2 separate regions of the Ovis aries genome follow, and region 1 is linked to region 2. The links are chromatin contacts, called in public Hi-C maps. All regions are on one chromosome and are shown on one strand. Each heading gives the region's core, a stretch centred on a gene start, on an enhancer-like site or on the middle of the called end of the contact. The rest is flanking DNA. Distances are from core to core; before and after follow the strand shown. Region 1 holds the start of NISCH (nischarin). Region 2 holds the start of NT5DC2 (5'-nucleotidase domain containing 2).

What was found. A called contact is a pair of places that touch in the nucleus more often than the background predicts.
Region 1: a contact with region 2 is called in a Hi-C map of blood, with 2.9 times the contacts expected there. The contact joins the promoter of NISCH here to the promoter of NT5DC2 in region 2. A contact is called at or near these places in 8 of 16 Hi-C or Micro-C datasets (blood, hypothalamus, liver and 4 more).

The regions. Positions count from the first base shown.
Region 1 is chr19:48,508,319-48,513,066 of ARS-UI_Ramb_v3.0, reverse strand. It overlaps NISCH (nischarin), which reads left to right and starts at 1,857. Exons shown (of 22, transcript XM_042236121.1): 1 at 1,857-2,128; 2 at 3,989-4,078; 3 at 4,207-4,290. The coding sequence starts at 2,033. It overlaps LOC121817243 (a long non-coding RNA gene), which reads left to right and starts at 225. Exons shown (of 2, transcript XR_006057067.2): 1 at 225-459; 2 at 757-1,009. It overlaps TNNC1 (troponin C1, slow skeletal and cardiac type), which reads right to left and starts at 129. Exons shown (of 6, transcript XM_004018400.4): 1 at 80-129. The coding sequence starts at 103.
Region 2 is chr19:48,372,225-48,377,027 of ARS-UI_Ramb_v3.0, reverse strand. NT5DC2 (5'-nucleotidase domain containing 2) reads right to left here and starts at 2,278. Exons shown (of 14, transcript XM_027958322.3): 1 at 1,981-2,278. The coding sequence starts at 2,215. It overlaps LOC101110881 (ubiquinol-cytochrome-c reductase complex assembly factor 5), which reads left to right and starts at 4,303. Exons shown (of 4, transcript XR_003586133.3): 1 at 4,303-4,606.

The DNA.
Region 1 (4,748 bases), core at 608-3,107, 140 kb before region 2:
CCTGAGCCCCCAGTGGGTACGCCCACCCCAGGCCCCAAAGGGTATGCCCACCCCAGCCCTGCCCAGGCCCATCCCTTACCGCAGCCTTGTAGATGTCATCCATACTGGCGGCTCACAGGGCAGGCTGCTGGGGTTGCCAGCGGCCCTGGGCTTAAATAGCCTAGCCCCGCCGCATTCCCGACCCAGCCCACCCCTGCCTGCAATATCCTCTACTCCCTCCCCTTGGCCCTGGTGATCTCACACTGGCCTGAGTCCCTGTGTCCTCTGCCCAGGGCAAGGAGCAGATGAAGGGCTACAGGACCAGAGCTCTTTCCCTCTGTCCCCCATTCCCCCAGGAGACTCTCTGGAAAGGTTTTTGGAATGAATGAAAACATGAGTCCAGGACAGGCAGGAGCTGCAAGGCCAGGCCCCCAGGCCAGGCCCCCAGATCAGCAACACAACTCTTATCCAACCAAGGAGGTGGGTGAGGCTCCTGGAGGGGTGGTGACTTGCTCAGGTCTGGCTGACTTGGCAGCTCCTGACTTAAACTAAACCCCTCTGGGCTTCCCTAGTGGCTCAGATGGTAAAGCATCTGCCTGCAATGTGGGAGATCCGGGTTAGATCCCTGGGTTGGGAAGATTCCCTGGAGAAGGAAATGGCAACCCACTCCAGTACTCTTGTCTGGAAAATCCCATGGACGGAGTAGCCTGGTAGGTTACAGTCCCTGGGGTCGCAAAGAGTCAGACACGACTGAGTGACTTCACTTTCCTGCAGCAGTATGCAAAAAGAAGCTGGGAGTGGAGGACCCTGCCAAGAGAAGCGTTGAGTGCCAAGCTCGGATCGTGGTGCTGTGGGACTCGTGGAGAAGGAAGGCACTGGCCTACCTCAAGAGAGTGCAGTTTGGAGCCCTTCTGCCAAGGGTGCCAGAGGAGCCGCTCCCCAGACCTGTCATCTCCTCAGGGAGAAAAGTACTAGGTCTAGGCTGAAATGCACTCTACCAGTCAACAAATACACCAACAGATGCCTCGTCTGTGTGAGACTCTCCCTCTCCAGTTGGGTCACTACCTCTTCTGGACCTGGGTTAGGGCTCCTTCTCTGTGCCCATGCTTCCCTTTTCCAGCACTGTAGTTCCTGAGTCCAGCGCCAATCTGTCACCCCCTCATTTTGAGCTCTGGTAGGATACCATCTGGGGGTGTTGTGCCAGATGGCCAGCACATATCCTTTCCACCTAACCCCTCCACGTCCTTCACGCAGCTGGTTTTGAGTGGCTCAGTCATGCCTGACTCTTTGTGACCTCATGGACTGTAGCCTGCCAGGCTCCTCTGTCCATGGGATATTTTCCTGGCAAGAATACTGGAGTGGGTTGCCATTTCCTCCTCGAGGGGATCTTCGGACCCAGGGATGGAACCTGCGTCTCCTGTTTGGCAGGCGGATTCTTTACCACTGACCCACCTGGGAAGTCACAGAGCCTATACCAGTTCCCTGCCTTGCCTGCCAGCCATTGCATGGATTAACCCCCTCAATTCTCTAGAAAGTCCATTTGACAGAGATATCTGAGTCTTGCAGAGGTTAAGAACTAGCTCAGAGTTACAAATCAGATCCTCCTTCAACACACTCCAGGGAATGAGACCAAGAGGTAGGTGAGATGTAATTACTGTCGCTTTTGCGGAGAGGGAAACTAAGGCCAGGCGTGGCAGTGACTTGCCACGGAAGGTGCAGGGCCATCCCTTTCGAGTGCCAGAGCCCAGAGCAATTCCTGCCCGAGCCTCGGTTTCTCCCGAGCTGCAAGGCGCGCGGCGGGCGGGGCCCCGGGGACCGATTACGCAATCGAACCGTCCCAGGCGGCCTGCGCACGCGCGCCGCGGGCCGCAGCTGTCAATTACGTGCGCGGGGCGGAGTGGGGCGGGGGCGCGAGAAGGCGGCGGGGCCGGCATGGCCGCACGGCTCGCGCCGGGGGCGGGGGGCGGCGGGGGCCAGGGGGCGGTGGGACGCTGACCCCGCCCCCTACTGCTGCCAGTCTGCGCCGGGCGGCGGCGGCGACCGAGCCCGGAACATGGCGGCGGCGGCGCGCAGCTTCGGGCCCGAGCGGGAGGCCGAGCCGGCCAAGACGGCGCGCGTCGTGGGCTCTGAGCTCGTGGACACGTATACGGTGTGCTGGGGGCCCGGGCTCCCGAACTGGAGGTGGCGACTGGGACCTGGAGTCTTGAGTCGGGGGCGGGGGGTTGGGGTGGGCTTCTCGGCCCCTCAGCTGGAGAGGAAGATGTCGGGGCGCTGCGACTTTGAGGAGGGGGCCTGGGATGGCAGAATCTGGGGAACGGGCGCTTGGGCTCCGCGGGTCTGGAAAAAGGGTCTTGGGGTGGGGCGCAGAGAGGGGGCTTAGGAAGGGTATGCGTTTAGAAAAGGAGGCTAGGAATGGGAAGGATCAAGGGATAAAGGAGGCCTGCAGAGGAGAGGGGTCAGGTTGAGGCGGAGGCTCCCCTGGAGGGGCGCCGGCCTGGGAGGACATGACAGGGGGTCCCGGAGAAGGGGAATTAGGAAAGGGGGTCTTCGGATGGTATCAGCGGAAAGGGTTAGGGCGCTGCAAGCCGTGAAGAAAAAGAGGGGGCGGGGCCTTGGTCTGGGGGCCCTTGGGGTTGCAGTTGACATTTGCTCATAAGTGAAGGGGGCATCTGGGGGGCCTGGGCGCTCAGGCAGAGACAAGAATAGAGGCGAGTGGAGCCCAGACCCCGGGGATTGAGGGGGTGGCTCAGGACTGAGAGTCCAAGAGCCCGGAACTTTAGGGGTCTTCACGGCTTTGGACTGTGGGGGTGAGAGAGAGCGTCTCACTGCCCACGCACACTTCAAGGCTGTGGAGGAGATGCAGGATAGAAAGGGGAGAAGTCGCAGACTGTGATGAAGTAGGAGGCCCTCCTGGGTCTGGGTGGGCTTGGGCGCCTATGGGCCTGGTAGGCTGCCTAGCAGGGACTGGCCCCAAGGTGGGGGTGGCCTGAGCACCTCTCAGCCTCCTGTCCTTTGTTCTGGGACCATGGTGAGTTGGGGAAGGGGGCTTGGCTCTGCCTTCACCCCACCTCCTTGGCCCTCAACCTAACCCTCCTCCTGAGGGTCATTTTTCTGGTTCTTTCTCCTTTCCTGGGCAGGAGGAGGGGGAGGGAAATGGTCAGGCTGTGGAGGGGCTCCTACGGATCCTGGAGCAACAGGCCTGCTCCTCAATGGAGGCTTCAGTTGAGTTGATTATTTTCTCCTCCCCCTTCTGCGTGTTGCAGAGAGGGGTGGGGTGCAAGGACCATGGGGCCTCATCCAGGTGAGGGCTTAGCTCTGGTCCTCCATCATGCATGCACTGTATCCACCTGGAGGGTCAGCTCCAAAAAAGCTCTCCTTGACCACAGGGCTGAGGCCTTCCTCTGAATGGGTGTTGGGAAGGTGGTGATTTTGTGTCCCTTTGTCTGGGTATGCTGAGTTGAATAATTATCAACACCTACCTTTGATTGATCACTTACTACATGTCAGGCCCTTTACAAAGCATTTTGCATGCATTACCCTTGATTCTTAATCCTACTAGATTTTAAGATGGGAACTGAGGCTCAGACAACTTAAGGCTCCCAGTCACTTACATAAGTTGACATACATACATAAACTATAGCCAGGAATGGCAGAACCAGATTTTGAACACAGGTCTTCCTGGCCCGTTCCCTTCTGTTAGGGCTTAATTATCTATCACTGCCCTCCTCTGAGCGTCTAAGTGCCGTGACTCCTGGCTGTTTTCAGCTCCTGAACCAGCTGAAAGTGTTGGAGAAGGACTTGCTTCTAAGGTATAGTCAGGGCTCCTGAGAAAGAACTAAAGCAGAAAAGCTGGTCCTGCCAAACCTGACCCTGTTTTGCCTCAGAAGGAAAGGCCTTTCTTGCAGCTCAGGTTGGATTGGACTTTGAATTACATGGAGGCTGGAGTTTAAAAACTGAAGAGATTACTTAATATGATAGCTGCCTTTTTTGTTTTCTCACTGTTGGATAGGGGTCAGACTTATCCCATATGCCTGCCAGATCCAGTGCTACGGCCATGGAGGAGGCTAAAAGGGGGCCCCTGCTTCTCAGCAAGGGTCAGGTACAGAGGCTAGTGGGCAGGAGCAACTTAACTTTGGCCTGGGGGGTTTGGGTGTCCTGCAGCTATTGCTGAGGGTGGGGTGGGGCTTTCCTTACTGCTGGCTAGGCAAGGGCTGTTTTCCCTCTTAGGTTTACATCATCCAGATCACTGATGGGAGCCATGAGTGGACAGTCAAGCACCGGTACAGTGATTTCCACGACCTACATGAAAAGGTAATTGAAAATTGGGGGTTTTTAGGCCAAGTTCCTATTGTGTCGTGGGTTGGTTTTAGGGCAACAGTGGTTTATTCATGTAAACAGCAAAAAAAAACCCAAAACCAAACCCGTTGGATCCTGAAAGTTCAAACCTTGCATAAGACAGTGTGCAAGGAGTGTATTTGAACTTCAGTTTTAAGATTGACAGTTGTAGCTAGGATATGAGATGCTGGGATAGTTTCCAGGGGAGGGAGCAGGTTTCAATTTGTTCCGCCTGAGTATACCTATTCCAGAACCTGTGCTTTAGTATCTGGCTATAATTCTTTCTTTGCGTTTGGAGAGAGCTGCCTTTCTCTGGGTCATTTGTAGCATGAGAATTTTGTTGTGGTTTGGAGAAGATGGTGACTTCAGGGGCTTTGAGGTATTACTTTCCTCAATGTCTCCAGAGTCTCTTGGTGGAGCTCACTGTCTAGAAT
Region 2 (4,803 bases), core at 1,029-3,528:
GCTCAGATCATCAGGCATTACATCCCAGAGGCTGTGGACCCCTGCCTTCGAGCCTCCCCTTGCTCAGTCTCCACTCCAATTCCCCGAGGTGGCCACATTTATTCCTCCATCATCCAGATGAAGAAATCAGAGTTTAGGGAGATAAAGTCACTTACTCCAACCCATCTAGCAGTAGGCCATGGAGCTGAGATTTAAATTCAGGTCACCCCACCTGTCTCAATCACTGTGCCCCTTGGCCTAGCCTTCCAATGTCGCCACATTGAGGCCAGGGTTAAGGGGGGAAGGGGGGGCTTGCCTGGGACCTGGCTCCCTGACAAAGTTTTGCCCACAGGCATCAGCATGCCCCTGCGGCTTCCCTGGTGGCTCAGCGGTAAAGAAACCGCTTGCAATGCAGGAGACTAGGAGACACGGGTTTGATCCCTGGGTTGGGAAGATCCCCTGGAGGAGGGAATGGCAACCCACTCCAATATTCTTGCCTGGGAAATACCATAGACAGAGGAGCCTGGCTGGCTAGCCCATGGGGTCACAAACAGTCAGAAGTGACTGAGCAGGATCAGCATGCCTCAATGTCCAGAATTGCTCCCCAGAAAAACCAGCCAGAAGGGGAGAGTTAGGAATGAGGTGTGTAGGGCTGGTTCATCCTGGCACTCACCAGGGCAACTTGGAAATGATCTTGTCCTTATCACATCAAGAGGAGCTTGGGTGTCTATGAGAAGATGTGAAGATTCAGGCAGGCCCTGGAGAGCTAAAGCCCACTAGACCTCCCTCTGTCTCCTTGCCACACACACAATACAGGCTTCTCAGGCGGCTGTACAGAAGGTCTTCTGGAGGCGCACAGCAAAGACATCTCCACACACTGGCACCCCGGGAGTGTTCTGTCCAGTAGGGGGGTAAGGTAGGGACCTTCCTCAGAGAGGGCCAAGGACTTCAAAACCACCGTTTCTCGGGGGTCTTTCTTGTTCTGCCTCAGCTTCTCAAGAGGTGAGTCCTGTCCACCCAGCACTCCCAGGTCTTCACACTGCTGGAGCGGAAGCCTCAGATCAGTCACTCGGAATCTTCCGGACAGGACCACGTTTGTCCTTACAGATAACAAAAGCCGCGTCACTCCCGGGGGGAGGGGGCTCCTCCGGAAGCTCCCCTGTCCCTTCTTGGCCTCTTTCCGAGTCACCGCCACAACCCTGAGGCAGGGGCCCCGGCAGGACTGTGTTTTCCGATGTAAGACACCGAGGGTTCGCGAGGGAGAGGCGCGCTGAGCGCCACCCAGCTGGCCAGAGATAGGGCCCGGAGCCAACCACATCTGTCCGCTGCAGAGGCAGGGCTCCCGACACCAGGACAAACCTCCAGCCCTCTCCGCCCTCCGGCCTCACCGGGGCCTCATCTGCCCAGGAGAGGGCAGAGGAGAAAGTGCCCCGACCGAGGGAGCAGCAACTCTTCTGGATTCCAGGGGGCTGGGACGACTTGGTGTTGTTTCTCAAACAACGCCTTCTCTTCCTAGACAGAGAGGGCCGACTCTAGAGGCGTCCGAAGAGTCCAGTCAGCATCTTTGGGTCGAGAGTCCCTCCGAGTCCGCTCCGGCCAGCGCCGCCGGCCGGCCGGCTTTGTCCCCAGTACTACCGCCCCAACTAAGGGCCCCGAAGAGAACAAGGGGCTGGGGGCGTTTCGGCTTCGGTGGGACTCTGAGAAAAGACGGCGGGGTCCCGCCTTTCGGCGGCCGCTCCAGGAAGCCCGGAGCTACCGAGAACCAGCGGAGGAACAAACCCCGCGCGCGCGCGCCCGCCTCCAAGCGTCCCCAGGACCACGCGTCCCCAGGACCACCCTCCCGAAGGGCAGCCGGGCCTTGGGGCTCAGGCGCTCAGGCGAGCCCCACCACCGCGCTTCCCCCGAGGAGCGGCGTGTCCCGGCCGACTCGCAAGCGGTGCCCTGGAGCTTGCCGCCGCTCGGGCTACACCCCCGACGCTCCTCCCGCTCGGGCTCACTTACCATGCACCAGTCTCCGCATGTCTTGGTATCGAGCCCACAGGTGTGCGCTGGGCTCGGCGGCGCCGCCGGCCGGCGCCGGGGCGGGCGCGGAGCGCGGGGCGCCCGGGCAGTGGGCGCCGGGACCCGGGGGGCCGCAACCTGGGCAGGAGGGCGAGGACGAGGCGGCTCGCGGCCCGCCGTGGTCTCGGCGCGGCATCCAGCGCCGAGCGGCCGCCCTCAGCCCCGCACCCGCCATGCCCGCTGCGCGCCGCCCGCGCAGCCCTCTGCCCTCAGGCCAGTCCGCCGCCCCTCCGACTGCGCGCCCGCCACGGTGGCCTCGTGCTCCCTCACGGCGGCCGGCCAATGGGCGCGGCGCGCGGAGCCCGTCCGCCAATGGGCGCGCCCCTCGGCCCGGGCGGGGCGGGAGGTCCCGGGCGAGGCGGGGCGGGGCGGGCTGCCGGGCCCCTTCCCCCAGTCTCCCGAGAGGTCCAGAAGTCTGCGCCCCCCTGCGGTATCTGCTGAGGCCATAGCGGCTCTTTCTGTCCTCCTCCCGGGAGGTCGGAATTCCTAAGAACGGCCGTCCCCGCGAGGCTCCGGACGGCCAGGGCTTGGAAAGGAGAGGGCCAGAGTGCTGCGGGTCTAGCTGGGACCCCCAGTCCTCCTTCTCCCTCTCTGCTCTTAGGTCCTCCCGCCCCTTCCTCCACCTCCTGTCTTCCAGACCTCAGATCCTCCGCCCCTTCCCCCACTTCTGAAATCGGGGTCCTGTTCCCCGCCTCCCGCCCATGACTGGCTATGCCAGTCCGTTTCACTCACTTAGAGAATAAAGAGTTCTTCCCGCGCGCTCCCTGGTGCCAGCCCCACGCTGGGTGAGACCTCGGGACACGCAGTGCAACCGACGCAGAAGCAGCCACTTCGCTCTCCGGTCTCTCTGCTCACACAGGTGAACCCTGTTAACGTGGAGCGAGGCGGAGGGCCAGGCTGACTTCGCCTGCCTGGTTCCTACCTCAGCAAATGGCCGCACCGATCCGCACCCCTCCTCGCTTCCCCGCTTGGACCCCTGATGCTTTTCTAGCACTATCAACAAACAGGATTTTAAACGAAATTACTCTTTCCTGCTGGGAACCACTCTCCACCCGCGTTTATTTCACTCAGATTCTTTGTCTGAGTCTGACTCCTCAAATATCCGTGTCCTGGACCTTGAGCAGGCCTACCCTGCACCTGCCTTGTCGGGGCCTTGTCGGTGGAGAGCTGGCTAGCTAGACATTGTTTCCTTGAGGTGCTCTCCGCGGTGGCCTCGCCGGCTTTAAGGGTGTGTGTACATTCTGCTATTCCCTGCTCCTTGACTGAGGACCTACAGTGCCAGTCATATGACGAGTGCTGGCACAGGATAATGGAAGCCATAGGTGGGTCCGTGGGGATGGGTGGGTGCGGCCCCCACCCCCAGGGCCCCAGTGAACTAGGTGTGTGCTGGGGCTTTGGCCACCTATAAGTCTCATCTGGGTGGAAGATGGACGCTCTGTGGCGTCCAGCCCGCAGAGCCACCAAGAGAAGCTAGAGTGGGCACCAAGCCGGTGTGTGCACATGGTTTGGTAGGGTTTGCCCCAGGAGAAGGCAGGTTATCCAGGCAGCACCTTGGGCCTGGCAGCTCAGCATCGGGCCCTGCTACCTTCCAGAGTTGCTGCTTGATCTCTCTTTTCCAGCCTGTTTTTATATATTGTGTCTACATTACTAAACTCTTATTAATTCTAAGTTTTTGTTTGATGTTCTTAGATTGTCTAGTAGTCTGGGAATAACGGTAAGTGCCCCATACAGGATAGTTTTTATTAATGTTATAGTTGTTTGCCACAAGATTTTTACTTAGACTTTTGTCATGCTAAAGTTCAGCTTTCAACAGTGCATCTCAAATCCTGTTATTTTTAGAAGTCTAGGCATCAGTCACGATCACGAAATAAATGCAAGGCGTTGTGTGACTGTATTTTAGAGCATGGTGCAGTACACGTTCAGTAGTACATCAGTCAGCGTCATCACTTCTCTCAGGACTTTAAGAGAAAAGATGGCGGTGGCAGAGTAGGGGGCGCGGCCGCCAACTCTGAGTACCAGCTTGCACAAGGGCGGGCAGGGGGCGGGGCCTGGCCGACGCCACGTGGGAGTTCCCGCCCCTTGGCCCGCCCTGCCTCCAAGAGCAGGAGTGGAGGCGCCTGCAGGGCTCGGCCTCATCGAGCATGCGCACTCCATCACATTCTGATTGGCGGACCCGCGCGTCCAGCCTCACGCTTATTGGTGGAGGCGCCCCAGGTTCTGGGTCGGAGCTCAGCGCCCAGCTCCTTACCCGCTTCGGGCTCCACTGTTGACCTCGGTGGAGGCGGTGCAAGACCCGGATTGAAAGGCAACCTGGCCGTCGGACTCAGCAAGGACGGGCAGGGCGGCTTTGGTTTCATCTGGGCGCTCCAGCCTTCGTTCCGCCTTACCCTCCTCCAACGACCTCCTATGTCCGGCATGTTTTCTAGGACCCAGGTGAGGCGGGTTCTGCAGCGGGTGCCCGGGAAGCAGCGATTCGGCGTCTACAGGTTCCTGCCTTTCTTTTTTGTCCTCGGAGGAACGATGGAGTGGATCATGATTAAACTGCGCGTGGGCCAGGAGACCTTTTGTAAGTGGGGGTGCAGCAGCCTCCGTTTCATTTCAAGCAAGCAGGAGGCGGCAAAGGAACCATTTTGCTGGGAATACTGTTAGGTTGCAGACCTCTCATTCCGCTCAGCGCTGAGCTGCTTTAATCCTGCAGAAGGGCGAGTACTGTCTCCCTCAGTGGGGCGTGGAGATCCGCCTGGGCTCTCCTGTAAGCGGGGC